Linked DNA regions of Arachis hypogaea: region 1 is linked to region 2. The links are chromatin contacts, called in public Hi-C maps. All regions are on one chromosome and are shown on one strand. The core of a region is the stretch at or near the end of the contact, and the rest is flanking DNA. Distances in the headings are between cores, read along the strand shown.

What was found. A called contact is a pair of places that touch in the nucleus more often than the background predicts.
Region 1: a Hi-C map of an unstated tissue shows a contact between it and region 2, with 3 times the contacts expected there. The contact joins the promoter of LOC112720683 here to the promoter of LOC112720681 in region 2. A contact is called at or near these places in 2 of 8 Hi-C or Micro-C datasets (leaf and an unstated tissue).

What each region holds. Positions count from the first base shown.
Region 1 is chr11:35,986,962-35,991,631 of arahy.Tifrunner.gnm2.J5K5, reverse strand. It overlaps LOC112720683 (nifU-like protein 4, mitochondrial), which reads right to left and starts at 2,249. Exons shown (of 6, transcript XM_025771715.2): 1 at 1,952-2,249; 2 at 1,711-1,872; 3 at 1,456-1,631; 4 at 744-847; 5 at 504-615; 6 at 1-82. The coding sequence starts at 2,153. The coding sequence ends at 14.
Region 2 is chr11:35,814,456-35,818,570 of arahy.Tifrunner.gnm2.J5K5, reverse strand. LOC112720681 (26S proteasome regulatory subunit 6B homolog) reads right to left here and starts at 1,338. Exons shown (of 6, transcript XM_025771713.3): 1 at 675-1,338. The coding sequence starts at 1,181.

The DNA.
Region 1 (4,670 bases), core at 1,000-3,499, 170 kb before region 2:
TTCTACACTTCTACTACTCCATTTGTCCACTTACTGCGGCTTCCTCATCCTCAGCATCTAGTTCTTGTTGAACACCTTTGACCTGTAAAGCAAGCAACATTTGGAAAAACTTTTTCATGGAATCCATTCCATTAATGTTACTTTGATAAAATATCCAATAATCGATGCTAATTTCAATACACTAGATAACAAGCTTAAAAATAAAAAAGAAATATTGATCAAACATTTCTGGAAAAAAAGAGCTATGATCCCTATGATAGTTAAATCCAAATTTCGCAGTCTGAACGTGAAAAATAATGACAAGGAAATCAAGTTTTGTAACTGTCGCATTACAAATTCTAGTTTCTAAGCTTACAACAAAACGAAGCTGCTGCATTTTTTTTTATTAAACTAGATGAGCCAAAACAAAATTTGTTTCAAAGGCTCAAAGCATAAGCATAATCCACAAGGAAACAAGAACCATATTAATTTCAGCACAAGAAGATATCCTAGAACTTGTTTACCTCAGGTACATAATGCATCAACATATTTTCAATGCCGGATTTCAGAGTCACTGATGAACTTGGGCACCCACTACATGCTCCTTGCATCCTAAGTTTTACCATTCCAGTATCACTAGAGAAAAACCGAAACACAAATTAACTCGGTACAAATATAATTCTAAAGTGCCCGTAGTTGCATGCTCTTCCAAAAGGTTTCATCGACATGCTTCAAGACCAAAATAAGAAACTATAAGAACTTACGGATCAAAACCTCGATATTCAATGTCCCCACCATCATCTTGCACAGCCGGCCGAATACGAGTCTCCAACAATTCCTTGATCATTGCAACGGTTGCCGAATCATCCTATACAAAAGGCATGCATGCTATCTTTTAGTTTAGGCCTCTCAAATATGGTTGAGTAGATACTCAAATGTACTTCAGGGTTAAGACATTTTTCATGCTTCAAGACACTTAAATACAAGTGAGAATACGCCACATTAGTGGGGAAATGGTGACTTGACATCAAAACCCAAGAAGAACATAAAAAGAAAGGTACAAGAACAAAGACACTCCTATATCATGTTTTCTTCCAGTTGGCACAACACAATAGAAATTACAAGAATGGAAAACAATGTCTACCTTAGCAAAATGTTTGATGACTAAAGTGATTAACCAAACTTAGTAGCAACTCACACATGACAGCAACTCAAAGCAAAAGTCATTATATTGCTGATATAAATCTAGCATGAGTACTTATTAAACCGAATGAAACAACGGATTCAGTGACAAATACATGAGCTATATGCACGTTGGTTAGCAAAAGCCAAAGACCTCATAAACTAATCACAAAGAAGCATGGTTCACATTAGCTAAAATGACAAAACATACATAATGAGTGGCGTAATCATTAATACAAAACAACATAAGCATTTGAATCAACTAGAAAAAGAACATGGATGCATAATATTTACATCTTGAATAGCTGTATCCATGGCTGCAGCAGCTTTAGAGTCCAAAAACAACGGCTGCCCAGAGGAATAGAAGTCCATAATGGCCGCAAATATCTCAGGCTTCAGGAACTCCCAAGAAGATTCCTCCGACTTCGTCAAAGTAACAAAATCAGACCCGAAGAAAACCCTAGTAATCCCTGCAACACAACCACAAACACGGATTCACCAAAATGCAAGCTACAAAATGAAATTGAACTAGCGGACAAACAAAAATACCATCAATTCTAAAGAGTGACTTAGCGAGAGGCGAATTCATAGCCGAACGCGTGTTTGGGAAGTCGGCGCTTCCAACTTCCATGACAGGCTTCTCGGGATAGAACATGAGAGACAAAGGATTCGGGGTAGGCTGCGTTTGGATGAACATGTTCCTCCTTTGCCCTGTTACAATGCACAGTTTGAACTCAAACAAACAGAGAATAACAACTGAAAAAAGCGCAATGCGGAAGAAGAAGAAGACCTTCGAATCCGAAGAGGGTGGAAGATTTGAGTGATGGTAGTGGAGAGGCGGAGGGATAGAAGGCATTGTGGTAGTGGCTGTGAAACGACGCCATCGTCCGCACGGGATGAATAATGAAAACGTCGTCGTTCTTAGTCATGGGTTTGGGCGTTCGGTGGGGAAGTCGTACTCGTGCTACTAATCGGAAAAAGCTTCTCGTCATTAGTTCCCGTCTCTTCTGACCATGGAGGAGATGGGAGCTCAGGTTATTCACTTGTTCTTTTTTGTTACGCGGTGTCACAAAAACGCAACACTTAAAATGTATAGAGTATAGACCATTAAATGGTTTAATAATAAAAGTATAAAACATGTCTTTTTAAATTTTTAATAATTATTAAATAATTTTTACTTAATTTTAACTACTATTTAATTTTTTATATATTATTTAATTATTAAATTTATTTTTTATTTTATAAATTATTATTTTATTATTTATTTATTATGTTTATTAATCATTAGAAATAAAAACAATAATAAAATAGATTTTTCATTAATTGTGACCTTCATAAATATTTTGATAATGCGAATCAATGAGTTTTTTTGTTCTTGATCCATTACATCTGTAAACGTCAGAAAAATCATGTTTTTTTGGTAATTCAATCGATTGAACATACAACACAATCGATTTAATATCACACTACAATATGGGTTTTTCTCAAAAATTCAATTGATTGGAATGTTACACAATAGATTGAATTGCACTTTAGAATATAAGTCTTTTCTTATTTGATCGATTGGTAGTGTTACCAATCAATTGAATTTCGTAAAGCAATAAGGGTATTTTCTTATTCAATTGATTGGCATAGTAACACAATCGATTGAATTGTGTTGTAGAATGAGTTTTCTTCTTAAAATTTAATCGATTGGTTTTGTAACACAATCAATTGAATTTTCTATGTGATTAAGAGTATTTTCGTATTCAATCGATTGAATTGTCTCTATTAGGGTAAGGGTTTGGAAAAGAAAAAAATATCAATTTTGATGTTTTCTATTATTTCTTCAGTTCCATGAGTTCATCTTATTTAGCCATTAAATCTGATGTTGTTTGTTATTTTTGTTAGGACATATGTGTTTATTTATCTGAACTGTGTTGATTTTGCACTCTTCCACCTTGTTATTGTTGTTATGCCAAGTTCTCCTCCATTTAAGAATTGAACTACCAAGTTATCATAATTTGCATATTCTATCTAATGTTGAAATACATTTATTTATAGTGACGGATCCAAAAAATTTTATTAGTTGGGGTAAAATATATATAGTATAATAATAATTTTTATAATTATACTATAGTATTATAAAATATAAATACTCCTCAAATTATTTAACTAACAAATTAAAATAATAAAATAATAATTTAAAATAATAAATAATTTAGAATTATATTCTTTTGGATTTCATATTTTAAAAAGATTGAATAATCTTTTCATTGTTAATATAATCGTTGTCCTGGATCTGTTATGAGACTCTCCACTTCAAATTCTGAAAACTTCCTTTTATTAGAAGAGGTCGAAGAATTGTTTTAAGATCCAATCTCCAATGACAAAATTCTTTTGAAATATTTCTCCATTACTAATAGAATTATAAACCTAAGTTAATTAATTAATAAAATTAATTCACAATTCTATACAAATCGAAAAGTTCAGTATAAAATTATATATACAAAATTGATGGACATGTGCCATTTAAATTAATTTCCAACTGGCATAATTTTCAATAGGCAACAGCAACAACTAATAATATCTCAAATTCTTAATTTAAAATAACTTAATACACAAAAATAATTAACAGACAAATTAACGAAACTAAATTAGCAATTACATCATCAGAACAAATTCAATCACAATTACCAAACCAACTATATCAATTATCAAACAATGAAGCAAATAAGCAATGAACTTAATGAAGTAACTAACTAACTAAGCAACGAAGCAACTAAGCAAGCAGAAATCGGTTTCGGTGAATCATGAATGTACCAAGAGGCAAGAGTCCAAGACTGAACTACTGAACTCCAGGAGACAGAAGTGCAGAACCCAGTAGCGCAGAACAATGAACTTGAATTGCTGAAGATTGAACACTGAAGAAGGCAGAACCAGATGCCAAACTGCCGAAGGAAGGAGCGCAGAAGAGGAACGCAGCGGCAGAACCATTGACGCAGAAGAAGAACCAATTATGCAGAAGAAGGCGGAACCACCAGACGCGGCGTGGCGGCGATGCAAAGAGAAACTGATGGAGCCACGCAGGAGAATCACGAAGGAGAAACCGAGTCGGATCCACGTGGGAGAAATGCTGAACAGGGCAGCGACGTCAGCGGCAATGAGTTAGTGACACTGCCACACTGGCGGTGGTGGAGACGCGGAGTGGCGGGATGGCAACAGACGACAGTACTGGAACCTAGAGGCGGAGGTTGGAGCAGATGAAGAAACTGGAAAAAGAGAGAAGAAGAGTTAGGGATTTGGGATGGGGTGGGGGCAAAATTAATTATATAGTGGGGACAATTATGGTATTTCACTAAGAATTACTCACTATTTTTTCAAATTTTACTTGGGGCAGTTGCCCCACTTCCTTGTGAATGCATCCGTCCATGTTTATCTACGGTTGAAATTATTATTATCTACCCTTATTCTTGTGCATTGTATTTATCTACTGTTGAAATTATTATTATCTTAATTTGCATATTCTA
Region 2 (4,115 bases), core at 89-2,588:
AATAAGTCTCATCCAGTGTGTCTTACATTTCACGAGCTTATTAGAAGCAAATTTGTATGTTCCACATTTCTGAACCACACTCTCTTTTGCTAGTATTCCCAAACATGGCATATAATGATGGGATAGACATCTAAGAGTTTGGATTATTAGCCTATTGCTGCTATTTGGTACTATCAAGTCGGTCTCAAACAGAACAAAAGAAACAGAGAAAAGAGACTCGCAAATATGAATATTAGAATGCGAAAATTCCAAATGTCAGAACAAAAACGGAACCGCAGTAGGAGCATGTAAGACATACCAATAGAAGAATCACACCAAACTGACATCTTCCTCACAATAATCATACTCTCTCTAGGTGCAAGTATTCCCAAATAAACCTCAATTGAAAGCAACTAGAAAATTTTAATCACAATCATAAAAAAATAGAAGCAAAAATCCCTAACTTCCAACTTTCCACTCTTTTCACGTTAAGCAAAAGGGGGAATAAAAAACCGAAAACCTAACCAATGAAACAATTTAATATTTATAGCATCCTCCGTCACTGCAAACCAGCCCATAACTGCAGTATCCATATTCTTTAACCAAAACCCAAACATTTCATTTTGGCACTCTTTCTAAACCAAAGCAAAACCCTAATCAGAGAAGGAGAAAAAAAAAAAAAAAAAAACGCTTACATTGTAAGTGACGTCGGGCTTCTCAGACTGGCTAAGTAGCGAGATGCTGGAATCAGCCTCAGGAGGAAGCACGTCAACAAGCGCGTTGGAGTGACGGTGAAGAGCCACAGAAGCTGAAGGCTTCAACAACTCTCTGTTGATCGTGCTGAGAATTCTCACGTAGTAGTTGGATCCAGTTGTAGATCCAACGATACCGTTATTCCTATCAACCATCTCCATGAACTGTCCAATAACTAGCGGCACCGATTGGATCCGCTTCACTTCTTCCTGAGCCCTAAGGAGCTCGCGCTTCAGATTCTTCTGCTCGTCCTTGACGTACTCTTCTTGGATGTCGATAAACTCCAGCTGGCGCTGCAAAGTCTTGAGGCGGCTGTAGAGGTCGTCTTCGTCGGAGGCGGCGGAGTCGATGCCGTAACCGCCGAGGAGGTAGTCGGATTTTGACGATGGGAGAGACGGTGGTGGCTCTGAAGAGGGTTTAGGTTCGAGAACCATCGCGGAGGAACCCATGGTGGAGTTTGCGTTGTCGATTAGAGAGAGAGAAGGGATTGTATTGGATTGGAGTGAAAAGAGAATGGAGAATTTGGGGGAGAAGGGTTTCGTTCGGTGCTATTTTTTTGTGGTTTCTTGTTGTGGGAGGAAAAGAGATGAGAAGACGAATATGACCCTACTGATCTTTTCGTTTTGGGCTATACGAATGAGAACTGATAATTTGGGCCTGGCCTGTTTTTGGAAACTTCAAGAATTGAAGCAAAGTAAGTAAGAGTTAACCAAAAAATAAGATAAAATAATCCAAAAAAGTATATTTTATCTTTATGGTATATTTGATCAACTATTATTTATTTATATTTATTAAATTCAAATTTTAGAGTTGAATTATTATTGTAAATCTTAATTTAATCTCTAATTAAAATCTACTATATTAAACCTACTGGTTTTAAAAAGAAAAACGGTTTCATTGATTAATAGAATTGGTTGTATGATTTTTTATCAATTAGCTAGATAAATCAATTAATTTGGTAATCAAAAGGAAATTAAGTTTATATTGTTTCCTAGATTCTTTATTATTTTAATAAAAAGTAATTAAAAAAAACATATATAACTGAGTTAAGCCCCACTTTGAATCTGAGATCGATGAGTTGCACTTTTAGTTTTTAACTTTTTAATTGCTATAATTTAGTTCTCTAAATTTAAAAAATACACCAATATAATCTCTCGTGTATTTTCTGTCATCGAAACTCAACACCGTTAGTAATGTGACTCAAGTCTTGCTACGCTAAACATATTAAAATAACGTCATACACATTTTGGCACTAAAAAAGACATTAAACAAAATTATTTGAGGATTTGGACAATTTTATCATAATCAAATTCTTTGTCTAATGCATTCTTTAGCGCCAAAACGTCGTTTTAATATGTCTAGGGTGGTAAAGCTTGTGGCACGTCACTAACAGCATTGAGTTCCAATAACAAAAAATACGTAAAAGATTATATTAGTGCATCTTTTTAAATTTAAGGGATTAAATTATAACAATTAAAAAATAAAAAATTAAATCAATATAACTCGCTAATTTCAAAGAATAAAGTGAAACTTAACTCTATATAATATAACTAGCACAGAACAATATGTAGCGACATTAATTAAGTATTTAGGATATCAAGTTTCAAGGGTACATAACATTGCTATATCATTTATTATGTATTTATATATGTAATAAATATGATTTACATATTATTACGTATTATTGTGGGCAAATTACTAAACTAAAATATTTGGGATCTAAAATTAACAAAATACAACTTTTGTAGTTTGGATATGAAAATATAACTTTTTACAAATTTATGTAAAGAAAACACATAAACCGCTAGTGAAGTACCATGGTTTATGTTGAGAACGCATTTGGCCAGAAACCGTGATAGGGATTTCATGGTTTCTGCGAGAATGGCAAATAAGTATAAACTAAGGAAGGGGTATAGCGGTTTATACTCTAATATAAATACGCGGAAGAGGTGTCACAGATTATTTATTTTGAGAGACTTTCACATTGGTAGAGAGAAAGTGATGTTCTAGAGAGAGGGGAAGAGGAAAAGTGTGGTGAGGAAGATGTTCAGACTTTTCTTGGGCTGGGACCATGGCGGATGAACGCAGTCTTTACTGACTCAACGGCGTTACGTACATAGCCGGCAGCATCAACGAAGAGGTAAGCTTGTTATCTTTTATTTATTATATTTTATATGACAGAGAAATGTAGTCTTTGGATTTTGTAGTTAGAACGCATGATTTAGGATTGGCCAGTTTAGGATTTCGAAGTTAAGAGATAGGTCCAATTGTTTAAGTAGAATGATGATTCTCTTGTATTTGAGACATAGGGTTCAAATTGTAGTGTTGTTGTTTAAGTATCATATTTGAAAACTAAGTTTCGAAATTTGAACTTTTAAACATGTAAGTTTAAATTCAAGTATTGTAATCTTGGTTGTTAGGATTTTGAAACCTAAAGATTAAATTTTGTAAATTAAACCTAATGGTTGTATTTTGTATTCTTAAATTTAAAAGTTATAAATTTTGTAGTTTAGTTTTTTTGAACTTAAGATTTAGATTATATAATCTTATGTTTAGTATTTGCTTATTTTGAATTAAAGATTTGAGTCTCATAATTTAAGCTTTATTAATTTTGAATCTCACTTGATTTTTGTTATTTCTCTCACATGTTACAACTTAATAGGTGCATTTGTAGTGTCCGGAGGCAACAGAACATGCCTCTGCATGACAAGATCATACCCTATTTGGAGAGGGCAGGTTTGTACCACCTGGCGCGGCTCAACACGAGGTGGTTTTGGTTGGATGAGCCACTCGTCAGCGCATTCATTGAGAGGTGGCGTCCTGAGACGCACACCTTTCACATGCCATTCGGGGAGTGCACCATCATACTGCAGGATGTTGCATACCAGTTGGGGTTGCCCGTGGATGGTTTACCTGTATCCGGGTGCCTTACAGATTTCGAGAAGCTGATGGATGATGGCAAACCCGCTTGGGAGTGGTTTGAGGAACTATTTAGCGTGCTTCCCCCGCCGAATAAGATAAAGCAGTTTACAGTCCACTTCACCTAGTTCCATGAGAGATACAGGGTGCTACCGCAGATGCCACTGACGATACCATACGGATATATGCACGGGCTTACATTATGAATTTATGATGCTGCTATCCACTCAGTTGTTTGGTGATAATAGTGAAAATCGGGTTCATATACGGTGGTTGCCCCTTGTGGCGAGGCTGGACGAGATGGGCAGCTATAGTTGGGCTTCGGTAGCATTGGTCTGGCTATACCGATATATGTGTCGGGTTGCGAACAGAAATGTGGCGGTTGTTGGTGGGACCCCGAACTGGATGGCCCCTGACGTGCTGGCGGGTTCCTAGGAGTATCATCTTCACTATCCCGCAATATG